2 separate regions of the Rattus norvegicus genome follow, and region 1 is linked to region 2. Evidence: chromatin contacts called from public Hi-C data. All regions are on one chromosome and are shown on one strand. The core of a region is the stretch at or near the end of the contact, and the rest is flanking DNA. Distances in the headings are between cores, read along the strand shown.

Region 1 (2,700 bases), core at 185-2,684, 130 kb before region 2:
AGATGGCGTCAGATCCCCTGGAACTGAGTTACAGACGGTCGTGAACTGTAGGTGCTGGGAGCTAATCTTATTCTTCCACAGTGCAACATCAGTCTAAACTACTAAACCACCTCACCAGTACCAAGAATTTTAATCTCATCACATATCCTATAAACAGTTAAGACCCAACAGGCCCCACCCTCCTTTATGAGAGAAAAGCAAAGAAGTGAAATGTCAAAGCCAGGACTCTAAACCTCTACAACACTGACACCCAACCCAGGACCAGCAGATCCCTGCTTTTTTGCTCATCCTGCTTCATTTTATTTTACCTGGAAACCCAGACAGACAAAAGGCCCTTACTGTGTCACTTCAGGGCATAAGCAATTAATAGAACACAAGCTATTGGTAAGAGCAAACTTTAAGATGCCTATAAGTAATATGGGACAAATAAGTAAAGATCAAGAGTTTTCAGTGATGTAAGTTTTCTTCTAGAACTATTGTGACAAAACATAGTTGTTCTAAAAAAACAAACATCAACATCATCATCAACAACAACATGCCCACGGCCTACCGATCATGCCCCAGAAGCCCAGCGTCATACCCGGAATGCAGTAGAGCTCTCTTACCCTCCTACACTGATCTATGTCTTAGTCAATGCCTTGGAATCACTGGCAGTGGCCAACTGTGGACTTCTAGGAAAGCAAGCAAGGAATCTCTTTGTTTTACCTACATCTGGCCTCATCCCTTACCTATCAAACCAGGGTAGATTCTTCAGTGTCTCAAATGGCAGACAGTCCCTACCTTCAGGTATGCCAGGAATGTTGTAAATGTAGGTTCCTCTTCATGAGGTCATTCTCATTGCTTGTTAGTACATGGCCTGCAGCCCAGCCACACAGACCTGTTTGCTGCCTATGATCAGGGAGGGCCCCACTTGCTGCTGCTTTGACCCCACCACTATCACCCTTCCCCACCCCGGCATGAATGGTATTTGCCACTGGATGCAACTTGCTTCCTCCAGGCTCACCAGTCCCTTCTCTGTGTGCTTCTGAGTTTCCAATAACCAGGTAGATTATCCCACAGGTTGGGTTTTCTCTGTCCTTACACTTATGCCAGACTCATGAGGGAAAGGTCTGCCTGCATTACGCCCCTCCGTGCTGGCTTGCATCTACCTGTGCCTCCAGGTTTAAATGCAAGCTTCAGAACAGGAGGAATCTCATCTTTGATTTCCTTCCTATCACATCCCTGCCAACACAGGCCCTGGGAGGCCCTGGGAGGCCCTGGGACTCACTACAATTTAGCCAAGTTCAAACCTCAGGAGCTGAGATTTTTAAATGTGCCCCCAGAGGCCCGTGTGCTGTTTACATTTTGCTCCTAATGAATGGCTCTAAGTGGGTTTGCTCTTTTAGGGAGATACAAAGCAGACCTCAGTTCTAATTCTGGCTCCAGCGCGAACCACACCATGGGTGGTATTAGTCAGGACATAGTGATTCACGATCCTTAGTCTCTCAGGACAGTTCCTGTTCCAAAGCACCATTTCTGTCCCTGAAGTATCCCCTCCATCCTGCCTTCCCTCTTCCCACTGTCACTGTTGGACCCTCCAAGACTCTCCCAACATCTAGAACATTCTTGATCCATGTTAGCCGTTCAGATGGTGACAGCAATATGGATAAGTTGGCCAGTCAGCAGTCCCCTGGGCTCATGACTTTCGTGAGGGTTTGTCTGGAAGTAAACAGGCTTGTTGGGGCTACACGTTCCTTAGCCGTCTCATCTCAGACTAACTCTTAAAAGAAACACCCTGCTAGACTCTTGTAGACTTCTTTCCTGTTCTGTGAGATCACTAGGCTTCCCTATTCAGAGCTCTCTGACAGCGATGCCAGAGCTGACCATGTCATCATAGACTTGGGATGAGTCACCCATACAAGTAGACCGATCCTCAACAAAGCGCTTTCCTGGGAGGCTCTGGGTGAGTAGTTCATGAGGCTCTTGAGAAGTGAGTTTGGCTAAGGCACTAGGGACTGATGATGGTACACTCCCAGCACTCTTTTGAAGACTTCAGGAATCACAACTGGGCCAATGACACACACATGCTCAGCCAATGCTCCTTGGCATCACGCATTAGGGAGGCAATTCTACACCAATTCTCAAGAGAACCTTCCCTCGAGTGACTGTTGAGGCTCAGCAGGGCAGGGAGGAGAGTCATGTAGCAGCCCAGACTTACTGAGAAACACAGAAGCCTGGGGGGGCTCTGCCAGGATGTTTTAAGCAGTGATGGTGAATCATGAACGTTTAGTGTCAGAAAGACTCAAAATCGAAACAGCTTCTAACACCACTATAGTATTTTTACCACATAATTTTATGTGGGCATAAAAAATACCACATAATTTTTTGTGGGCTGTGGGCATAAAAAAATGCAGTTTTAATTACATCTCGTGTTGCAGCAGAAGAGAGGAGAGGAGAAGAGAGGAGAGGAAAAGAGAGGAGAGGAGAGGAGAGGAGAGGAGAGGAGAGGAGAGGAGAGGAAGAGACAGAGAGAGAGAGAGAGAGAGAGAGAGAGAGAAAGAGAGAGAGAGAGGAAGAAAGAGAGAGACAGAGACCAACCACTTCCTACCTCTTTTTCTATGCAAGTCTTTCACTCCCAGAAGAAAATGAGCTTCTAAAATCATGAGCCCTGGTGGAGGGGCTCTTAGTCAGGTGGAGCTGGCTAGCAAAACCCACTGTTGT
Region 2 (2,727 bases), core at 183-2,682:
TGCTGCTGGGCAGGTGAAACTAGGATGGGAGGAACGGACGGCAGCCTCTCAGGAGACATTTCTGAGACGTTTATGTGTAACCTTTGCCTAGACTTTGGAGAAGAACAGGTGTGGGGGTGGGGTGGGTTGTGTGTTACTAGTTGTAGGTTACTGATGCATGGAGAGTCATGCTTAGATTTTCTAGGGTGAGGGATCGAGTAGATGAACTCTGTTAGCCCAAGAATGCTTGAAGAGCAGCATATCCTGTCCCTGGGGAGCGGGGCTGCGTTTCCCATGTACAAGATAGAGTACCTGCTCTGGAGCTCTTAGGGAGAGGAGGGGCCATCTACAAGTCATGAACAGATGTGCCAGCAGTCTGTCCCAGCAGTGAAACCAGAGAATAAATGGAAGATCTGAGGGCAAGTCACTGTGTTGATTAAGAGGTAGTAATTGTAAGGTGCCTGTGAAAAACGTTTCATTTGTAGTAGTGGATATATCACATCTAAAAAGATACTTTCTTACGTGTAGCAAATTATTGAAGTTACAGAGCTCAGTGGAGTTTGTGGAGGGATAAGGAAAGCAGGTATTCATGAGTAGGGACATTTCTGGCATCAGTACACGCCCAGGGACGTGTAACATGGATGAGCGTATATGCCTGTCCTGGGGATGCCTGTTCATTCAGAAACCCCTGCAACACAAGCAGCTGGAGATTAGTGAGGGCTGACAGCCCTGGTGAAGGGTGTGCAGTAGGCAGAGGCACACCGCCACTCATCCGCTGCATGGTGGGGAGGCAAGGGGACCTCAGAGCTGTAGCGTAGAGTATGTACATGAGAAGTGCTAACTAGCTGTGGACCAAGGCCCCAAAGAAGGCTGTTGAGGACTAAATCCTTACTTGAGAGAGGACACAGGAGAAAGAAAAACTTCAAAGTGAAAACTAGACATTAAAACAAACACAGCAAAGCAAACAAAAGAGGCCAGAGCAGCAGAGATTCAGGGACCCGGGACAGATCCAATGTGACCCGCAGCTGGGGAGAGCAGCTTAACGTCACCAGGATTTGGAAGAGCCGTCCTGAGGGAGCAGGGGTTGGGATGCAGCAGGAGCCTTTCCTGAGCATTTCAGGAACTCGCTTGCACATACAGAGCAACTCACTGTATCACTTAGCTTCATTCAGCCGAACTAACAGGCTGAGAACCGAGGGCAGAGCTGGCCTGCGCGTGGCGTTCTCTCTAGTTAGATGGGCAAATTGTGTACTTGGAAAGGCCTTGGGGAAGGAGCGTGAAGTCACTGGTAAGTTTTGTTGAAGTATGGGTGCAAAGGCGATCTTAGGAAGCTTGCTGAGGGAGGCTGGTAGTCTTGAAGGGGAGAGCGCACAAAGGGCGGATGGCCTTGACAAGCTTATTGGCCAAGGGGTTGAGCAGTGGATAAATTCAGAGATGGGAAGTTGTTGCTTACAATTAACAAAGTTGTCTGGGTTGCCAGAGAAATTGCAACCTCGCAAAGCAAGAACAACAGGGCAGTGACTTATATACATCATTTATGAAACTCCTGAAACGTGAGGGGGACGACTAACATTACTGAACTTCAAGTGCTCTGAAAGGCAGTCATGGACTGTTCATTCAAAGAGAACTAGGGGGAAGTGTTGGATAAGGGCTCCCACAGTGTTTCTGCCTAGCTATAACTTTAAACTGATCCACGCCTGACACCTAGTGGTGCTGCGCTCACACTGCTCTTCTGGTGCCCGCCCTGTCCCAGGACTGAAGAGGCCCACAGGAGCATTCTTCTGGAGGCAAACCTCAGAAGTGCTGTTTACTGTTAGCATTTTCCAGGGTGACCTTTTGAAGTAGACAGAAGGTACTTACTGAGCATCCATTACATGCCAGGTACCGTTCTGTACACTTGAGATTTCCATGCAGTGTGTTTTCTATAAACCCACAGGTCCACTGTAAACATATGGGATTTGAGTATATAGCTAAGAAGATTCACCATAAACTCAAAGACTTTAATCTGTAAATGAATAGGTCCACTGTAAACTCACGGGATTTGAATATATAGCCAAGCAGATCCACAGGAATGGGTAACTTGTTTATAAACTTAACATGGGGCTGTCATGTGATTTCCACATGTGAGACCTTTCTGGATTTGTCTCATAGCTTTAGGGCTGTGTCAGTTCTTAGTGGTAAGTAGATATTTAAGGATAAAAGGTTGGTTTGTGCTCAGCTTGTACGTGAAACTCCATTGTGCAGAGTACTCCCTCCTGTGGAGACCCAGAGAAGCTTTTTGCCTTCACCTGTGAGTCAATACTAACGTTCCTTTCCTTCAGATGTGCCTGCCAGAGAGTTTACAGCATTTATGAATGAATTGACATCCGAGACTTAACTTTAAAAGCTTTATATGGGTGTGAGTGGGCTGAAATGAAACATGATTTTCATGGTTATTAGTCTCCTAGGGTTTAGTGCTGTCAGTCTCTCTGGTTCTGAGTGTGTGAAACATTCCCATGGCAAAAAAAGTTTGTAAAAATTAAATGTATTTGATTTGAAAAAGCTTAACATGAGTAATTTCAAACATCGTCTACTTTTTAAGTTTTTAAACTGATTTTACTCCATTTCTTGAAGGTCAAGCTGCATAAAGAGAGTACGTGTTTGCTTCTAGTATATGTAATTGTGATTGAAATGTGACAGGTCTCATCTGGGTCCCTGAAGTTGTCCGATCTGCAGATTGGGTGGTAAAACTTGAATGTACTAATTAGC

Evidence for each region. A called contact is a pair of places that touch in the nucleus more often than the background predicts.
Region 1: a contact with region 2 is called in a Hi-C map of frontal cortex, with 2.0 times the contacts expected there. The contact joins two enhancer-like sites. A contact is called at or near these places in 4 of 12 Hi-C or Micro-C datasets (the Rat2 cell line, Schwann cells, frontal cortex and 1 more).

What each region holds. Positions count from the first base shown.
Region 1 is chr17:88,441,680-88,444,379 of GRCr8, reverse strand. No RefSeq gene overlaps it. Among named protein-coding and RNA genes, the nearest start is that of Arhgap21, 63 kb to the right of the region's middle. Within about 2 kb of position 1,434, at least 65 of the 93 cell types and tissues checked have an H3K27ac peak or open chromatin away from gene starts, as enhancers often do.
Region 2 is chr17:88,311,721-88,314,447 of GRCr8, reverse strand. All of the region lies in intron 3 of Arhgap21 (Rho GTPase activating protein 21), which reads left to right. Among named protein-coding and RNA genes, the nearest start is that of Arhgap21, 67 kb to the left of the region's middle. Within about 2 kb of position 1,432, at least 33 of the 93 cell types and tissues checked have an H3K27ac peak or open chromatin away from gene starts, as enhancers often do.